Regions from separate parts of the Drosophila melanogaster genome. Here region 1 is linked to region 2. The links are chromatin contacts, called in public Hi-C maps. All regions are on one chromosome and are shown on one strand. The core of a region is the stretch at or near the end of the contact, and the rest is flanking DNA. Distances in the headings are between cores, read along the strand shown.

Region 1 (4,894 bases), core at 479-2,978, 300 kb before region 2:
CCCACGCATGATTCTGCGTGGTGCAGAAATGTGCCATTGTTATTTAGCCCTAGAAATGAGGTGTTGCCTCGTCTGGGGCCCCTTGTGCCAATTTCCATTTGATAAACATAAACAAATCGATACGCGTCACAACAACGTCTCCGCTGAATGTGGATGTGGATGCGGGGATGTGGGGCTGTGGGGATATCTGTAAGGACTGCATCAGTGTATAGACTTTGTGTACGCACACCAGCCGGCTAGCCCCCATAAAAACAACAACAAAAAAAGAGAGAAATAAAAAGATGGCAAAGAGAATGAACCAAAACCTTGGGGGTGGATTTTCGCCATTTTCCCGCTGCTGTGCTGGAAAATTACGACGCAGAAATGCTCGAGTTCGGAAGGACATCTCGGTGATGCCCACTCGGTTCGCCCACTTTACGCCCACTGTCCTTGACAGTCTGCGGTTGGCATTTTTGTTGTGCTTCTGCTTATTCATAACAAAAACAACATCGATTCGCGAGAAAGCCTTTCGCCGGGAAGCTTAGCGAAAGGCTTAAACCAAAGCTCTGGGCGTTGTCACATGGCCTTGTGGAAAAAGGGATACGCGGCCCAAAATCTAATTAATTAATAAGGGATTATTTATGCCTTGGCGTGCTTCCGAATTGGTCAAAATTCACAGCGAACGGAAAACTCGCGCCTATGCATAAATAAGATTGTGGATTGTGTGGGGAAACGACCATTGAAATCGCCGACGAAGGACAACGCCCACGAAAAAAAAGGAAGAAAAAAAGCTATTCAAGGTCTTCGAAGCTTTGCACTGCCTTGAACTTTGGCGCAGGAAAAGCGAAAGTGAAAGTGTGGAGCTTCGATCCCATGGAACCCGAATCGTAAAGCCCACGCATCCCTAAAGTACATATGTACATATACAAATGCATACATAGCTATGTATGTATCTAATCCCACTTTGTTACGTAGGCGGCGTCGGGTATCGGGAATATATATTGTAAATACTCAAATGCCGGCGCCCACGTCCTTGAAAATCATTCTACATGCCTCCTTGAACAGGGATAAATACAGTCGAGGTCACAAATATAACGATATGAAAATGAAAACGATATGAAAATGATATAAAACGATTTTCTATGTAAAGCTTACTTAAACGGACAATTTTATATTGAACAATTATAAATGAAATTTTGGAAATAACAAGATTTCAATTAAAAGGTTTATTTCAAAAATACTAACTAATTAACTGTACATAAATTACAATTTCTTTCTTTTGTATAAGAACTATTTTTATCTATATCCTAAATCCCTGCACTTCCGGTGCTATTATTTTCACCGCAGCTGTATATATGTACGTATAAACAATTTGTGCTTTTGTCGTGGCGGTTGAGGGTGTTAAACAGAGCGTGGGATCGGGCTGTTATCCTTGCTGCTCCCTACGTATCCTTGGCGTTCCCTCTGCAAGTTGGGTCGCAATTTCGTATTCAAGGACATGGTCGTGATTTTCTGCCACAGCAGCTACTGTATAAATAACAAATATACACATGTAACTCCGTGCGTCAGTTGGTTATTTTCCTCTCCTGTCCAGAATTTCCATTATGTGTCGCTAAAATTTAATTTAATCGAATTTGCAGACCCTTCATGTTGCCTGGTATCTTTAAGGTAATAAATTTCAGTGGGTCCTTGGAAGTTACAAAAATAAATGCAGTTTGAAGTTGGTTTATCTATGAAGAATTCTTGAATATATTAAATGTACATAAATGACATACATCACACATACATACATCATACAAGGCTATGATTGACAGTTCTGATTAATTCCGAAATGGGAATTCAGGGAAATCAGTGAATTCCTAGTATGCTTTTATCACCAGTTGAAATATAAACAAATAACGATTTTATCAGAATTCAATATAATATAAACAAAAACCCAACCTGATAAAAGCCGAGTAAAATATATCCGCTGAAGTTTCAGTTTTCCACGTTCATAATGCCAACTAAGCTGTATCGCATTACTCTTTAATGGGGCATAATTTCATCAGCTGAAAATATCCGAGAAGTTCACAGGAAACTCAGACAAATCGATCGCAGAAATGAGATACAAAAGTATCTAAAAGAATCCAAGTGATAGGCGGTGGATTCAGAAGTTGAATTGATACTGCTGTTTTTGCGATCTCTTGATTCGTTTTGTTATAAACAAACTAATAAAGATCGTGTGCAAAAAAAAGTGCAACGTCAGCGAGGAAAAACGCGCGCATTCTGCTTCTTTTATTGCTTGCAATTTTACTTAATTCTGCAATGGCAAAATACTTATAGTATTTTGTATTTTTCGATTGTTGTAAACAAGTTTATTTTTACACTGGCGAAAAATAAAATCAAATCGAAATCAAAGCGCCAGACAATTTCATAACAAAAATTTGCATAAAAAAGACCGAACGAGAACAACAACAACGGCGGCGAATGTGCAAGAAAAGGGAAAACAAGCTGAAGTAAACAACGAAAGTGACGTCAAAATAGAGGGTGATAGGAAGAGGAAACAAGAGAGGTAAGGGAAGAAGGAGAGAGTGGCGGAAAAGCTTTGTAAATGAATTTATTTAATAATCAAATGCAAAAAGCAGAAGAATAATAAAAACCAAAACAACAGACTGTACTCGAGCTTTTTGTTCCGCCTCTCTTATTCCCCTCTTCTTGCTCTCTCTCCAAAATGGAAAAGACGAAGTGAAAGAAGCAACAGACATTCGTTAGGTGTGTGAGTGGGAGAGATGGTGGGGCATGCGCTCTCATAAGCTGCGCTACTCACACCGAAAAAAATATTTAATACCAATGTGTAATTTTATTAAATGAAAACAAAAACTATCTTGGTTTTGCATACCACTTAAAAAAATATTCTTTTAATTTAATGTAGGGACCGGTTTTTTTCCGTGTTCTCTCTTCCAGCTGTACAATCAAAACAAAAGCGATTGGAGAGCTTTTGGCGCTCTGCTTTTTGGCTTTGTCGCCGAGCTTTGCACACTTTTTATCAATCGGTCAAGAACGTTTGACGAGCGCAGACCAACAAAAATAATCCAACAAAACGTTAAAGAGACTCCAGAATACAAAACCAGTGTATTGGGCAGCACATAAAAGCACACATGCACACAAAAAGTGTTATAATCAAAATAAAAGAGAGAAGGAAAACAATTAACGCGTACCGAGAAGATTGAAATAAATCAGAAAACCGAAAAACCAATAGATTTGTCATAATAGAAACAAGTTTTTTGAAATAGCCGCATTTAACGAAACGAACTAGTTTCCGAGGCAACGACATAAAAAACCATACCAATTTGCATAAATAAATAAACCAACAAACATAAACGCTGCCAAACTTGACGAATGCTTTGGAATTCGCCTACCGAATAATATAAACGTGTATATTGTTGTGTGCGTACATATATGTATATAAATTCTTATTAGAACCCCACTCCAAAACAAAAAGAACAAAAATAAAATACAGAGAGCGCAGAGAGAGCAAAAAGCCCCAAGTTTAGGCTCCGCTCTCTCTTCCATCGATCAGTTGTTCGCTTGCCGCTCAGCTGCTCGGTCGAAACCGCAAAATTGACAACAATCCGAAGCGAATAAAGTAGCTGAAAAAGCAAACAAAGCTAATCAGAATTTGTTGTAAATTTTTGCCATTAATTTAGAAGCGAGTTTCAACAAAAATTATTGAGTGCCGCAACCCGCAGTACGGAATAATACAAATAATAAATTAACACCAACTTTGTCGCCACTGATAAGATTTCTCCCCGCTTATCAAAATTCGTGTATGTAGCAAACCGAGTGTGTTTGGCTTGGTGTGCTGTGCTTCGGATGAGATATACTACAAATGTGCTTCATTATAAATAAATTTTCGTCTTAATCGCTACATGTGTGACCTAGTTAAAAAAACAACTCACACTCACGCATGAAATAACAATGAAATTTACATATAAACGTGGACCGCACCATATGCATAATAATTAATAACGAAAAGCGAAAACGAGGATGTGGATGAGGAAAAATTAAACAAAAATACAATATCAATTAATTTGTAAACACCGCGAGAGGGATTTGTTTAAACCGTGTGCATTTAATTGAAAATCTTCGAGGAAGTAATTTAAAAACGCTTTTACAACAAATCATCACAGCATCATTTTCTGACTTGTTTATACGCAACGAGGTGTAAAAACGAAAAAAAACAAATAAGGTGGGTACGAATACACATAAATAGGTGTATTAAAAAATGTTTAAATATCTTTTAAACGACAGAGGGGATGCAGAATGAAGAAGTTTAATCCAAACATAAAAATTTATATGCTATTTATATAATCGTGCTGTTCATGATAAGGATATTCTGTAAGGAATGCATGAAGGTTTAACAAGATTTATTTTACCGAGAAACATCTATTAATTGGACTAAAAATTTGATTTATGATCATGTTTGAACTTAATGGTTCAAACAGTCGAAAGAAATATTTGTAGTGTTGTCATAGGATCGGCATAAATCCTCAATGTTTACAACTTTCTAATGCAGCGAAGTACAATTTGTATGTAGCCCCCATAGCTGCGCTCACCCCACTTTCCTAAGCCGACACACTGGTAATTTATGATCGCAGACCAATTAAAAAATTAACTTAAGCCCAAAAAGGGGCTCCATCCACACAGCCACATCCCCACTATCCCCAACATAGAAACCGAAAACTTGAACAACAAAATCTAGCCTGCCCTTTGAAATGTGAGACCCACAAAGGCGAAAAAAAAAAAACTAAACCAAACCAAATTCGAGTCAAACAAAACAACAACAATAAAAGAGCATAGTATAGCACATAAACCTATAAACATTCCGAGTATTATTTATGTATCGAGCACACTGTGTATAGGCGACTTGATAGCG
Region 2 (5,187 bases), core at 2,235-4,734:
GACTATGAGGGTGTGCATTCGCTGCGGAATGATGACCGTGGCCAGGAGACTGAGACCGGCCATCACCAGGCAGCCACACAGGATCGATCGCCGGCCCCAGCGGTTCAAGGTCAGCAGCAGGAATATATAGGCCGGGATCTCCACGGCTCCCGAGATGACGAAGTTCAGCAGCACATTGCCACCCAGGTTGCTGGTGTTCCATGAGAGACCATAATACACGCCGCTGGTCACCAGCCAGTCCAGGAAGATAAGCAGCGTCTTGCGCCGGAGATTGGGGTAGCAGAAGAGATCCCACACGGAGGGCGGTGGTCCCTCATCCAGCTCCTGATCCTCCAGCTTCTGCTTGGCCTTCTCCTCCGAGTTTTCTCCCTCATCGAGCAGCTCACTCAAAGCCTCATCGCTGATCTCCACCTTGTTGAATCGCGCCGCCTTCTGCATGTTGGCAATGGCGCAATCCTTACGTCCCTTCAAGAGCAGCCAGCGGGCGGATTCCGGAATGATCCAGTAGTAGAACATGAAAATTAGTCCGGGAAGCGTTAGAGCAATCTGCAGCCAGCGCCAGTCGTGGACAAAGTAGGCGAAGACCGCCGTCAGCATGAATCCCACGGAGAAGAACATCATGACGAAGATGCCGGCGTAAAGGCGCTTGTCCGGACCCACCATTTCCATGGCCACCACATAGGCCACGAGGAAAACTCCGGAAGTGGTGGCTCCCACCATCAGCCTGGCGAACGTGTAGGTGAAATATTCCGGAGCCACTCCAGCCAGAACACCGAACAGCACCTGGATGACCAGTGAGGCGAAGAGGATGGGTTTTCTTCCGTACTTATCGCTCAGTTGACCAAACACAATGCTGCCCAGAAGCACGCCCAGCATGAAGAGCGAATCACTGGTAGCTGCCATGAAATCCCTGCCACAAACCAGGTTCCACTCGGTCACCGCACTATTGAGGTACTTGCTCCGATCGTAAACGTAGCTGGAACAGGTCTTGGTTTCGTTGCTGCTCCGTGGAATGCTGCCATTCAGGTACTCCTCCGTGTAATCCACATCGTAGTAGGAGCACCTTTCATTCTCCGGATACGATAGGTTCCACAGGTGGGTGGGCAAGTCGTAGCTACTTCCATTCTCGAAGGGCAGGGCGCACCGGAAGTCCGGTTTGGCCAGCAGGAACACCCCGGCCAGCTTGTGGAAGGCAACTGGTATGGATGTTAGGCAGATGAGAAAGTAGATGATCTTCTGATAGCGTCCAAAATCACCCAGATGGATGATGGCCTCATCGTAGCCCATGGCTAAACTGCACACTCAACACTTTTGTCCAGAGTCCACGAATCTAAATATTAGATTCCGTTCGCGCAACTGACTTCGTCGAGTGGCGCCGGTATAATAAAACACCAAATCGGAAACGCTATGCTTTTTTGGCACAATCTCGTGATGTCGACGCACTCGCAAGTTTCCGAGAAATAGAGTGGACTCTCTGCTCCGTTGTGACGTGTACTTTGCTCCCTAGAGAGAGGGAGAGCGAGAATTCTCCGTCTCGGTTCCGGCAATTATCGGCCAACACGTGTTGCCCAAATATGTTGGCCAGGGAGAGGAAGTGAAACCGCGGTGGAAAAACAAGGGCACTTCGCGAAAGAAACCGGCAACCCGCTATCTAGATGCGTCACCTCAGGCCAACGAAACCGAACTGACTATCCAAACCAAACCAAGACCAAACCGAAGCCAAAAACAATAGCTCATGCCAACCGACAGGGACAACAGCAAAGGCGGCTATATATCCGACCCTCTCTGGTGCTCGGATATATCCGACTGTTTATGTTATATGCGAAAAGAAGAACGGCAAACAAACGCCGGCTGCATGCGCACTCTCAGTGGAATCGATATGGAATCGGGAGAGCGGGTCTCTAATACCAAGATAGCAATACCCAGATACAACCACTTCAGGCGGACGAGGAGAAGGTGGAGATATGACTAACATGGTACGGAGCCACCCCTAGTCGTTTTTGGTAGCAAATTACACCGATCCCCGGCCACTTACGGGGAAAGCCTCTACCAATTTCCATTTGCACAGCCGCTTGCAGCCAGGTAAGCCAGGTAAGTGGAAACTCGAATGCCTCATCCGATGGCAGTCGTTTGTCAATCAGGCGATCACGATCACTCAGACCTACGCGCTCTCTTTCACTTCCAATTGAGCTGCGCTGCGACAGACAGACAATTAAGCGGGTATTGCAAAAATACAAAGAAATGGTCGCAGTTGAGTCTAGCGACTAAGAGATACCCATTCTTGTTCGTTGAGATACCAGTTTTCATCAGCTAAAAGAACTTAGTTTCATTAGAAAATTATATCTTATAGTTAAGCAAGTACACCAAGTAACTTCAACTTTGAAATCTAGTATTACAAAGTTAGAAGGGTTCAACCATACTTACTTATAACTTATAACTTACTATAGTTAGTAAAACACAATATACCCCTGCGACAATTAATAAAGACGCTCCTGATTGAGCTCAATTAATAAGCGGGGCGCTGACCCATTATGAGAGCGAAAAATCAAAGACGGAAAATCGTACGATACAATGGCTCCTATTTCACACTCGTTTCTCGTTCATTCGCTAGTGTTATTTATCTAAATATTTGCAACAAAGGCTGGCGGAATATTTGATCCCCAGAATGCATCCAGGTGGTGGTGGTAGCTGGTAAAGTTAAGGACAGGAAAATAATTAGTCACCTCACTTTTTATTCATTAAACAACCCCTCTTGGAACTTTTACAAAGAGTACGGGCGGTATGTGGGAACCAATTGTCCTGCTCCACGTCACTAAACTTAAAATATATAGGGAACAAGAATATGAGAACGCACCGTTGTGCAGCCATCGAAATCTATATTTTGAAAAGTTGCCAAATCTTCTTGCTTTGCTGAAATAATTATAGTATAGTACTGAGAACTGAGTACAACACTATCCAACATTCTGACGGATAAACCACTGCGACTGTGGACCAGTCGTGATGCAGGTGTTGCAGAAGAGTGAACCACTCGATAACACCGCATTCTTAACCCATTCCATTCAAACTTGGCCATTTTCGTTTGCATCTTTCATAATTAAACTTAAAAACAGCACGATCAGCGGTGAATCTTTTTGAAGAGTATACTGTTTATATATACTGATATGCGGTGCATCTTAAATTACCATATTCCAAGCTTTAAGTTTAGAACTGGCTACACAAATAGGATAAGTAAAAACTACTGCATCTACGAAAATGAGTATCTTAAAAACCCATCTAACCATTATGGATTTGAAAAGTAACGCATATTTAAAATTAGCGCCAAAACTAATCTCTGGTCACACTGCAGGGCAGATTTTGCGCCCTAACTATCGGCAGCGGTGGTGGCACCTCTAGCGGTCAGCTGTTTTGCGCGTGCTTGTTGTTGTTTCGGTGCCGTTGCTTTTCGAAGTCGAAAATCCAAAAGTGGATTGTTGTGGATTTGATTTCAGTTCGACTCGACTCTCCAACGCGACGGTACGCGATTCGAGACGCTCGTGCTGGTCGCCTTCCGATCGCCGCTTGAATCTTAAATCTAAACTGTTAAAACCGAGGCAAACAAACACAACACCCAGCTGAAAATACTTCAAGTGTTACAAACTTTTGGAAATAGTGTATCGTGGCTATAAATTGCAAGTTCTAAATTCGAACCAAACAAAATCCACGCAGGAGATCGATTCCAAGTGGATTGCGCCTTCATCAATGTGTTCGTGTGCGTCCCCGGAAACATAATCCCCATTTGCCAGTAACTTACGCACGTACAGATTTCCAGCCGTCTTAAGGTAAGTGGCCAATATCTCTCTGGAGGAATAGGGGTAAGGGGATAACCGCCTGACAGCGAGTGGTGGTCACCTGTGAAGGCGGATTTGCTGCCTTTTGCTTTCTGTTGACTTGCGCTTTTCGCCTTTCCGCCTGACATTGGCACATTCTTGTCCACGAAAATTGGTTACCTATGTACAATATGCCAGTGTTGCAAACAAGAAATCGATTAGCAATCGCGGAAGTGACTGCACCCTACATATGAGTACTTTCAACTGGGAATCGTTTTTTGCACATAAACTAAACCAAAGTACAATTAATCATTACATTTTATTAATTTCTATACCAAGTAGTTACATAGAATTTAGCTCTTTTCTGGCTTTGGTAAACTTATTCTAACCATGACTCATATTTGTTTTGTTTGCCCTCCAATATTATTAGTTCTCTATAGAACAGGAGGTTCAAACAGAAAACGTGACCGTAAATCGAACAAAAGGAGTGCGCAGTCGCAACAGCAAATGTCACCACCATTCCTGCAATTCCCACAGCTGTCCTCCTACCACGCATCCTCATCCACATCCCGCACCCACAACCATGCACCCTATTCCATGTGTCCATATGTGTGTGTATGTACATAATTCTATTTATAGACAGGGGCCCATGTCAACGTCGTCAGTTCACAGTTGTTGTTGTTGTGTTTTTAAAGCAAACTCAAAGATAGTTTTGTGTCCCGACCATTTTAATTGAGTGCGGAAATGAGCAAACATTTCTTGGAGCCACACCCCCCTCCCTTCCCTGTCAACCAGGGACACAAGTGTCGTTCTCCCCGATCGACTGACTGGCCGTCTGATTTCCCATTCGAGGCACATTTCGTTTATTTATGTGGAAAATAGGGGCAGAGTAGGAGCTGGAGGAGCAGGGATGTGGACGCCGCTCCTGCGCATGCGTGTCCATGTTTGCAGACGTGCCCAACCTATTCTGAACACTTTAAAGCCAATTAAACGGGTTCGTCGATACCCTTTCATGTGGCCAGGGTATCTATATTTCTCTGGGGGGGTGAGGAATGTTGTCCTTGTTCACGGGAATCGGTGGCTAGAAACAAACAAGAATGTTTATATGGGTGCTAAAACTAACTTACCTATTTGCATTTCCCTTTAACCAAGACATTTTACTTTATAATAAATATTTGATGGATTTATTGAGGTATCACTGTATCATTTCACCTAATATTCGCACAAGGGTGTCGCGCATATAATTCCATATAATTCGAGATCCTTTGCGGTGCACTGGAGGAAGTCCTGTTGTTGTCCCTGTGCTGGCTGTCACTCAAGCCCCGTTCAACCCCCTTTCAAACCGACGTGACCTCCCCCTCGCCGGGTGGCAAGCAATTCC

What was found. A called contact is a pair of places that touch in the nucleus more often than the background predicts.
Region 1: a contact with region 2 is called in a Hi-C map of the Kc167 cell line, with 2.8 times the contacts expected there. A contact is called at or near these places in 10 of 107 Hi-C or Micro-C datasets (the Kc167 cell line, the OSC cell line, embryo and 5 more) and 2 of 7 datasets of targeted methods (both in the Kc167 cell line).

What each region holds. Positions count from the first base shown.
Region 1 is chr3R:24,570,604-24,575,497 of dm6, reverse strand. lncRNA:CR46094 (long non-coding RNA:CR46094) reads right to left here and starts at 1,728. Exons shown (of 1, transcript NR_133443.1): 1 at 1,194-1,728. All of the region lies in intron 2 of REPTOR (Repressed by TOR), which reads left to right.
Region 2 is chr3R:24,269,530-24,274,716 of dm6, reverse strand. jar (jaguar) reads left to right here and starts at 3,484. Exons shown (of 17, transcript NM_079754.4): 1 at 3,484-3,818. Orct2 (Organic cation transporter 2) reads right to left here and starts at 1,688. Exons shown (of 1, transcript NM_001275978.2): 1 at 1-1,688. The coding sequence starts at 1,287.